Regions from separate parts of the Callithrix jacchus genome. Here region 2 is linked to region 1. Evidence: chromatin contacts called from public Hi-C data. All regions are on one chromosome and are shown on one strand. The core of a region is the stretch at or near the end of the contact, and the rest is flanking DNA. Distances in the headings are between cores, read along the strand shown. Region 1 holds the start of MDGA1 (MAM domain containing glycosylphosphatidylinositol anchor 1). Region 2 has its middle 38 kb from the start of ZFAND3.

Region 1 (4,616 bases), core at 110-2,609:
TCCCCTGATCTAAAGAGGAATCATTAACCCTTTGACCCAACAGAAAAGGAGAGAGAGAAAATCCTGCCCACCCCAGCCACACATCACTAAAAAGGGATCTAGACAAGCCATCCTGCAGTCAGGATAAAGCAAAGTAAGGGCCCCTGGGCCCCTGAGAATGATTTTTTGCGCTACGGGGTTAAGGCACTGCCGGAGTCTGAGCACCGGGTGACTGAATGAATGATGCCCTGGGCCTTCCCTGGGAAAACCCAGGGGATGGAGGGGGGAAGGGGTAACCAGAGTCTCCCTTGGTAACCAGAGTGAGGCATGCAGACGCAGGAGCAAGGCTGGGTGGCAAGAGGCAGAGTTTGGACACGTATCCCGGTGGATGTGTGCCGTTTTCTGGGGATGGTGGCTGAGTGTGTGTGTGTGTGTGTGTGTGTGTACGCAGGAAGAAGGAAGGTGGGGTTGAGTTTGTAGCTAGGAACTGGGGACAGTAAGAACTGGCTCAGGGAAGGTCTAAAAAGAGATGTCGGGGTCGTCGGCGCCGGAGCCAGGAGATGCCAGCATCTGGATCAGGCTATCAAGCCGTGAGTAGAAGCAGCGAAGCCGCAGCGACAGCGAGGAAGGCGAGCCCGCCGCCCGGCCGCCGTGCTGACAGCAGGCTCGCCCGCAAGCCGCGCTCAACTCCGGAACATGCATCGCTTGGCTTCTACTCCGGAGGCCGTGCCAAGACGGGTTTCGGTGCGAGTCGCTGCACCAGTCCTGGGCTGGGTCTGTCCGGGTCTCCCGAATGCTCTCAAGGGTTCCTAGTGATCCCCGCCTCTAGCATGGTGTGGGAAAGTGGGTACCTCCCCCTGACATCCCGGCTTCACACCAGACCCTAGGACGGCCCCTGTGCTCCGAAGCAGCTCGGTCTCCTCGAGCCCTGGAGAGGGCGGGGACGCGGGCATCCACTCCAGAGTCCGAGTCGAGGTCTCCACCGAACCCCGGCAGCGCGCACTTCGCGCCTCTTGCAAAGTTTCCGCGCCGGGCTAAGCCGAGGTAGAGCGGGACGCGGGCTCTTACCGTAGACTCCTTGTCCCCGGCAGTGGAAGGGGATCAGCGCCAGAAGTAGAAGGCAGGTCACCTCCATCTTCACGGCCGGTACTTCATCCCCGCGAGGCGGCGCAGCCCGAGAGGCAGCGGGGGGCGCATTCGCCGGGGACCCGCGACGCCCCTATATCCCCCCCTTTCCCTGAGAGGTGACAGAGAGCACGGCCACCGAGACCAGGAGGCTGAAGAGGCGGAGGTGGCGGCGACCCAGGTTTCTCCTCTGGTGGGGCTGCTGCTCGCGTGGGGACGCAGGGGGCGCTGGCCAAGCCCCGGGTGCCGCTGAGCCGCCCCGGGTCCCCAGGGCTATCCGCACCGGATGGTGGGTGCCGGGGACCTCTCCGCGGCGGCAGTGGCGGCGCTTCGATCCAACAGACCACGGACGACTGACAAACTTGTCGTTCCCCTCCTTGGGGCCGCCCCTCAGCGGAGCGGAGTTGGGGAGGCCCGGGCTCCGCTCGAGTTAATCCGCTGTTTCCAGTCCTGCGGCCGCCGCCGGGGCCTCAGCGGCCCCACTCCGGGGGGCCGGGCTGAACGCCCTCGCGGCGGCCAGCGAAGGAGCCCCGGACCCGGCCCTCCAGAGTCGGGGAGCAGCGCGGGCTAGGTTCGGCCCAGGGACTAGCGCCGCGGGTCCCCGGGTCCGCGAAGTTAGCCGAGCCGCCGACAAACCCGTGGGAGGAATCGCAGCCCGGCGCCCCGCGGGAATCTGGAGAACAATTCCAGGCAAGAGGGGCCCCAGAAAATGGGGAAAGGAGGAAAGTTTGAGTCGTTTGAAAAATATTCGCTCTCTCGCCCAGGCCGGGGCTGCGGCGCGGGCGCCGCTCGCCGCCTCGGCTCGCTGCGCTCCGCACCAGCTGTCTGGCCGCGGCCGTGGCACTCCCGGGCTCCGAGCTCTGGGTAGAGCCGGGCTGCGCCGCGCCCCAAGTTGGTCGTCCCCGCCCCCGCCCGGCGGCCTCGGACTGCGGGGGCCCAGAGCGGGCGGGGCCGGGCCGGGCTCCGGGGCGCGGCGGCCGCTCGGCTCTGGGCCGCCGGAGCGCTCCGCTCGCTCAGCAACTTGGGCTTTGCTGTGCAGCTTTTTCGCCCCTCCGAGCTTTTCATTCCGCGCTCCTCCCGCTCCCTCCCTCCCTTCCTCCTCCCTCCTCCTCGCGTCTCCTCGTTCGGTCTCTCGCTCTCCCACCCGTTGTCGCTCGCTCTCCTGTTTGATTCCCCTCCAGTTAAAAAAAGGAGCCAATTAAAGGCAGCCCAGCTCGCCTGGCCCAGCCTCTGTCCAATTTCCTCGCCTCCCCCAGGACCAATTAGAGAAAACAAAACAGGGTTGGGGGAAGCAGACTGCCTGCTCTCTCTCTCTCTCTCTCTTTCTTTCTTTCTCTCTCTCTCTCTCTCTCTCTCTCTCTCTCTCTCTCTCTCTCTCTCTCTCTCTCCTCTCTCTCTCTCTCTCTCCTCTCTTTCTCTCTCTCTCTCTCTCCCCTCTCTCTCTCCCCCCCCTCTCTCCTCTCTCTCTCTCTCTCCTCTTCCCTCTCCCTCTAGTCTTTCCCTTTCGCCTCTCCCCCACCTCTCTCTCTCTTCCTCTCTCCGCCCCCTAACATTTCGCCCCCCCCCCACCCCGCCCAGCAGGAAAATGTCAGAAAGCAGAAATGGATCCATCTATCCAGAGGACAGTGGCGGAGGGACGTGGGTTTCGGAGCGGGCTGTGCAGCCGCGCGCTCGCACACTCGCGGTTCGCCCTCCTTGCACACCCAGCCTGGCTGGCCGAGCCCGGTGCAACGAGGCCAGCACGCCCCCGGGAAGAACGGGGGGAGATCGCTCCGGGGACCCCAGCCCTCAGGGCACTGCACACTTCGTAAATGTTCAGCACTTTCGGGAGCCGGGACTGAAGCGGGGGCCCTAGGAAAAGGCCGGGCGCCTGCGGTTCCTGGGGTCCTGAGGCCGCGCGAGCCGGGCCGCGGCTGTGGGTCTGCTAGGCTGCCTCCCGCGCTCCGGAGGCCTCCGCCCCTCTCCAGGCATCTGGGCCTCTCCCTGGGTCCCGCGCGGGGGCCAGGCCCGAGCAGCTGGCGGAGAGGTCGCGCTTAGAGCTCCTGCCCTTGCTGCGGCCCACAGGTTGCCAACAGGTTTGCTCGCGCGACCCCTCCGCCAGAGCTCCCCTAAGTCACCCCACATTCTCCTCGGCTCGCGGCTCTCCCCAGCCTACCTCCCCTCGGGACCTCAGGCGCCCCCAAGCGCCCCGGGGGCACACCTTCCGGCTGCCGAGCCCCGGCCCCGCTCCGGCCGGGGGTGTCCGGCACTCGGGTCTCAGCCGCCGCGAAGGGGCCCCTGCGGAGCAGGGGTGCGGAGAACGCTCCTCCCAAACGCCCGCGGGGAGGGGCGTAGGCTGGCCAACTAGACCGGTGGCCTCGCCGGCGCCTCTGATCGCGCCCGGCGCCCAACCCGGGTCCTGCTAATCTCACCTGCTCCACCTGTCGCCGTTATATATCTCAGCGTGTGCGCAAGGATTGTTTTAGGGCGGCCGGTGGGAGCGCGGACAATCGCAGCAGCTAACAAGCGGGGAGACTACAAACCTCCCTCCCCTCGCCCCCTGGAACTGCTCAGTATCTTGATCGTGGTTCCATGACTCTATGCATTTGTCAAAACTCAAAGATCTGCACACCCAAAAAGGGTTAATTTGTCTCGGCAAATAAATTTTTTAAAAATAATAGTAATAACCACTCCTTCCCCAGGCCCATTTTCTGCTGGGTCCCTCCTCCCCTGACTCCCCTAGGCTTAGCCCCTTGGGAGAGCGCACTCCCGACTGCTAGGAGGGGAGCAGGAGGGCGGGAGGTGTCGGGAAGTGCCTGGTGGCTTGGGAGGTTCCATCGCCCTTTCTCAGTCCCCTTTCTGTCCACCTCCGGGAAGCCCGAGAACATCCCAAGACTCCTCCTGTTCTCTAGCCCACCTCCACTCGTTTGTGTCTCCCTCCTGCCCTCTTCCCTCTTCTCTCTCCTTCCTACCCCGTGGATCCAAGGTCGATATTGGGGGTGGGGTCCAGGCTCAATGCAGTGCACCCAGCAGATGCCAGCTGCAGACTTGTTCAGTGAATTCATGAATGATGCCCATCATAGCCAGATATCACAGACCTGGGATACCCTCAGGGTAGATATCCTTTCACTCCCCAGCTCCCACTGTTACCTCAAAGGAAAAAAATTCATTTTCTGTCCCACAGAGATACACAGCCACCATGCCTCTTCCTAACCACTGCTCCCATCCAGGCAGAAAAGGAAGTGGTGCCAACTGAGGGAGTGATGAGGAGTAGCTTCTTCTATTGTCATCCTCTTCCCATTATTAGAGGGTTCCTGGAAGTCGCCACCTCTTCCAGGAAGCTCTCAGGGCGTGATCACGGCAACCGTGGCTTTTCCTGGCTTTGCCCATTCTGAGCTGAATGTGTACTTCTCCATGTCATGGGATACTGCCCTCTGATTTTCCAATTAGCTGTTCCAACACCAAACAGCAGTCAACTGCTCCCCTTTGGCTTTGGGGTGAGGGAACTGCACTGACTCAGCTGACATTCTCTT
Region 2 (5,276 bases), core at 727-3,226, 79 kb after region 1:
TTAGGAAAAAACAAAAACAGTTAAAACTTAAAAGTGGCTGCCTCTCAGGAGCAGGACTGCAGGGCACAGAAGGCCAGTGTGGAAACAGCTGTTTCATTATCAGCCTTTTAGTATTTGACTTTTTAACAGTGTGTATGTATAATTTTAATTTATAAAAATTACTGAATATTAATATAATACTAATATGCCAGCCAAACTGAAATTAGTAAAATCTCTAATTTTTGACTTCTTCTTCCAGCTCTAATTCTCTGAGTCTCCCTTTTTTTTTCTTTTTGAGACAGAGTCTGGCTCTGTTGCCCAGGCTGAAGTGCAGTGGTGCAGTCTCATCTCACTGCAACCTCCACCGCCCAGGTTTAAGCAATTCTCCAGCCTCAGCCTCCCGAGTAGCTGTGATTACAGGCTTGAGCCACGGTGCCCAGCTAATTTTTGTATTTTCAGTAGAGATGGAGTTTCGCCTTGTTGGCCAGGCTGGTCTTGAACTCTTGACCTCAAGTGATCTGTTTACCTTGGCCTCCTAAAGTGCTGGGATTACAGGCGTGAGCCACCACGTCCAGCCCTCTGAGTCCCCCTCTGTGCCTGATTCTAGCTGTGTGTCAATGCTCTTCTGTTCCTCTCTTTTCTTCTTTCCTCTCTTTACTTCCTCCCATCTGCCCGTCCCCACCACAACCTAAGACCATGAATCTCGGGAGCTGCCATAGTGCCCCCCAAATCCTCTCTTAGCTCTGCCTTGTCACCCCCACCCCCTTGATCTCACCTGCAGTTCAAGGACTGAACTGAGTGGGCATGAGAACGAAGGCTGTGAGGCTGGAAGCCTAGCATCTCCTGATCCTGTCTTTATTTAAAAGGTTGGTATCCGGTTCTTCATTGTATTAGTTTCTTATTGCTGCCATTGTAAATTACCACAAACCAAGTGCCTTAAAACAACACAAGTTTATTATTTCCCAGTTCTGTAAGTCACAGTCAGACGCTGGTCTCACTGAGCTAAAAACAAGGTGTCAGCAGGACTTCATTTCTTTCTGGAGGCTTTGGGAGAACATCTGCCTTCTCGCCTTTTCTAGTTTCTAGAGGTTGCTTGTAGTCCTTGGCAGTGGCCCCCCTTACATCTTCAAAGCTAGGCAAGTCTTTCTCACATCACATTTCTCTGACTCCACTTCAGCCATGACATTTCTTTTCCTGATTCCAATTCTTCTGCCGCCCTCTTCTGCTTTTAAGGACCTTTATGATTACCTTGGCTCCACCTGGACAACCCAGGCTCCTCTCCCTCCTTAAGGTCTGTGATTGACAACCTTTCTTCCACCTGCCCCCACCTCCCCTTGGCCATATAATTTAGCATATTCATAGGTTTCAGGGAAGAGCACGTAGACTGCTTCAGAAGGGGGGCATCATTCTGCCTGCCACCATCACAATCTTGTTTTGCATTGATTTTGATTTTTAAAACTAGCTCATTCAAGTATTATGTCTCTTAACTGCTGAGTTTTTGGCACCCCTGAAATTTTATGCCTGAGATGAGTGAGGCACCCTAATCCAGGCCCTGTCTATCTTTCTTGGCCCACCTCTTCCATCCTCAAGCCCAGCCCAGCCAAGCGTGCTGCATCTCAGGCTGCCCAGGATCCAGCCAAGTTCTGCACTCACTTCTCTGCTCCAGTTTCAGAAGTGGGGGCTCATGCTCTCAGGCTGCCAAGTCAAAAGTCGGGAAGAGAAGATGTTCGATTTCTCCTGGGCCCCAGGGAGGAGTTGGGCCCCAGTCACTATACACCTGATCCTCCCCTGGTAGCTGCAGAGACAGCAGCCTTAAGGTTGGCCACAAGCAGTGGGGCCCGAGGCTGGGGAAATGGGAGGAGAGTTGAAAGAGGATCCTAGCACTGCTTGAAGGTCATGGGCAGCCAGCAGGTGCCTGGGCCACCACAGGGGGGGATACTGGAAAGCTGATGCGGCTCTCACACTGGAGAGGCCCCTGGGAAGTAGGGGGTCTGATTCCCAGCCATCCTAGCAATGTCACAAAGGAGACTGCTGTGTTGTGGGGGAGCAGGGAGGAGACTGGGAGAGGAGAGGAAAACTGGGAGAGGACTGGGTCTTCCTGAGGCTGTGGGGAAAGGAAAGTGGCTAACAAACATTCTGCAATGGAGATAGTATGTATCTGAGTTCTCAGGAAGGTCGGGAGGGGTGGTGGAAGGAGAAGGGCAGGTAGAACCAGCATGCCGAAACTTACACCTCTCCGTGAGCTTCATGGGGGGCCATGCACTCAAGACCCTACCCTTACATAGCACTTTCAAGTCCCCAGAGCCCATACACATTCTCACCTGATTCCCACCTCAACCCCAGGAGGCAGGCAGGAGCATCCCGATTTTTACAGAGGAGGAAATTCCATGCAGGGACTTCCCACTTTCATCATGGCTCAGAGAGCCCCCACATCTCCCAGGTCCTCCTCTTTGCCTCCTAGCCTCTCTTCATGGAAAGAAAGGGAGCATGATGGAGAAAAGTGGGGAACAGGTGAGGGTCCCTGGGCCAGATAAGAGACAAACACCACCACCACTGCCACCCCTAACGACAACAGTGCGCCTGACTCCAGGAGTTACTATGCAGGAAGGTGCCAAACTCAACTCATCCCCCTGGAGTCAGCACTCCACGGAGCTGGCATAAGGATTTTAGGGGGCTCCTCCCCTGCTGTCCTCTGTCTATAACTGCTCAGAACTGCCTGTACCCCCTTGCTACCCACATCCACCACTACTGAGGGCGGATGGACACTGTGGGGTCCCGTGTCGCTGGCTCAGGCCCCTGCCAGCCCATCTCCTCGGGCAAAGTTTGGGCCAGATGCCTCGCCTCTTCTTTCTACCCTCTGGATCTCCCTCACCACCTGCTTCCCAGAGAATGCCCCAGAGATGGAGTTCCCCACTCAGGCCCACAGGCCTCCAGACGTCGTGTTGTTGGCAGGGCATATTGAGGAAGGGGGTTTCAGAAAAGGTGGTTTCTCTGAATATATTGTGCCCTCTCCTTCACTTCATTTTATAGCACTGTACCCAGAATACTGCCGGCCACATGGCAGGGACTTGGCAAATACTGTGTTGATTAATTTACTTCTCTCCCCCTGCCGTGCCAGAGACCCCAGGAAGAATTTTCCCCCTGAAAGAATCCTGGGGGAAGGCTCAGGTATTCAGAAGGTGATGGGATCTCCCTGGGTCCTGCAAGCATGGAAAGCCTTCCTCATGTGACCAGCATGGCCCAAAGGAAGGCAGCAAGATGGACAAGCTGCCCTCAGAGGCAGGAGTGACTGGCAGCTCCCATCAGCAGCTGAGGGGTTTCTCAATGAAGTGAGATGATAGAGCAGGACTTCTCCCTCCCCATCCCAGGGCTGGCTGGGCCCTCTGAATGTGTCAAATGAGGACCAGGTACAAATTAAGTGACTGAGGCACAAAAGCATTGAGGTTGGTAAATTTCCCATCCAAGGCTGGAGGCAAGATCACTGAGAATCCTTAACAGGTGGAGAGAGGGAGCAAGTGGGGCTATTCAGACAGAGGCTGAGAGGCCAGAGGGGAAAGGGTAGGGTGGAGAGGGAGGGAAGAAGGGAAATTTGCACACCATGAAAGGGGAGGGAGGAGAAGAGACTTGGCCCCAGCACCCTGCAGCTCAGTGGGCAAGCCTGGCATGGCACCTCGGGGCTGAGGTCTGCCCTGGCTCTGGAACAGGTGGGGAGGTTCCTACATGAACAGGGGTTTCTCTGATCCTGCAGCTGCCTGGATCTCTCATTGCCCAGGGTTGGTGGCCTGGGAGGCTGCCCAGATGGGCTGGTGACCTGAGGGGCTAGAGGTCCTGGGCCAGCCCCCCCAAGGTCATGCCAGCTGATCCTCCCCTGGGCCCAATCAGAGGCTTGAAGTGCACAGCTGCCAGTTTATGACTGAGTGACTGAGAGGACCTGAGTGATTGACCCACAACCAATCACTAATGTTTTGCATATTTTGCATTTACTTTGCATTCTCCTGGGGGTCTCTCTGCAATCACTCCCTACAGGCCCCTGCCCCTGCCTCATCCCCTGTCCCTCTGTCTTCCTGCCATTTCCTCCAGGCCCAGACCCACAGACCCTGCTCTGTCACCTGGGATCAGATAGCGTAGGTCATGGGTGGGAATATCCAAACTCCATCTTCTCTGACTTGAGAGCACATCAAGGGCAGCTAGGGGCACCTTGGAAGGGAGTGGCCAAGATCTCTCTGGTGATTAATTTTCCTGCTAATGGAGGTTTCTCTGTCATCAAGGCTTTTAAGGAAACTCAGGGAAGCCCTTTAGTGCTATCAGGGCAGTCTCTGAGGTCCTTAGGGGACTCATTAGCGGCCCTCCACCTCATAATTAGTGGCCCCTCCTCCCAATGGCTGCAGGAAGGGAGGAGAGCAGCCCAAGGCCCTGAGCAGAGCTACTGTAGCCTCCCCACTACACCCACTCACCCAATCTCTGAGATGGAGGGAAGTGGCTCCTGCCTCTCTTCCAAAGTACTCCCTTTAGCTAGAAAGGACCTGTCTTAGACAAGGAAAGCAAGGTCCAGAGAGACTGAGTAATTTGCCGTTGCCACCAGGCAGTGGGGCAAGCTGAACTGCCATAGGCTGCAGCCTCCCAACCTCGAGTCTCCTCTACCTCCATCCCTAATGTGGGGAAAGGCAGCACTTTCTCCAAGGGCTTTGGAAGGCAGGCAGGCCACTGATCTAGTTGGGACTGACCCCCAGGCCAGAGGCCAAATGGAATGACCCCTGGGAGTTTCCCATCATCCCAGGATGCTGGGGTCTTCAGTACATTGGTCCTGACCCCTTTCACTTTCAGGACAGGTTGCAAAGCTCTCCATTGTTTGTCACATAGCAGTTTAAGGCCAAAGAGGCGTCTCTCGGTGAGAAATCAGGTGCAGAGTAGGATGGTGGGCAGCAGCCATACTTTCCTGATAAAGGCTGCCCAACAGGAAAGATTGGGCACAGAGGGGCTGCAGTTTTCACCTATTCCACTAACAGGAGCACCCACCCTGAGCCAGACCCTCTGCTGGGTACAAGAAGGTCCAGGAGTGAAAGAGACGTGTTTTACTTTCAGTAAATGACTGATCAAAATGGATGGATGATTTGCGGCAAATCTTTTAAAGTATTTTGGGATTCCGTTTCCCCATCTTTAAAATGGGAATCAGATCTGATGCTTGAGAAAGCCCGAAAGGCCACAGAGAATCAAGTCTTAGGGAGCCCACAGATGTTGCATATTGTCACAGATGCAGATGATTCACAGATTGTAGAAATGATGATATGAGTCTGCAG

The links. Hi-C and Micro-C count contacts between places; a contact is called where the count stands out from the background.
Region 2: a contact with region 1 is called in a Hi-C map of skeletal muscle, with 2.0 times the contacts expected there. The contact joins the enhancer-like site here to the promoter of MDGA1 in region 1. A contact is called at or near these places in 2 of 3 Hi-C or Micro-C datasets (induced pluripotent stem cells and skeletal muscle).

What each region holds. Positions count from the first base shown.
Region 1 is chr4:46,069,089-46,073,704 of calJac240_pri, forward strand. It overlaps MDGA1 (MAM domain containing glycosylphosphatidylinositol anchor 1), which reads right to left and starts at 1,360. Exons shown (of 17, transcript XM_035295528.3): 1 at 1,048-1,360. The coding sequence starts at 1,114.
Region 2 is chr4:46,147,340-46,152,615 of calJac240_pri, forward strand. No RefSeq gene overlaps it. Among named protein-coding and RNA genes, the nearest start is that of ZFAND3, 38 kb to the right of the region's middle. Within about 2 kb of position 1,977, at least 1 of the 16 cell types and tissues checked has an H3K27ac peak or open chromatin away from gene starts, as enhancers often do. A contact at or near this core is called in skeletal muscle, where this site is marked.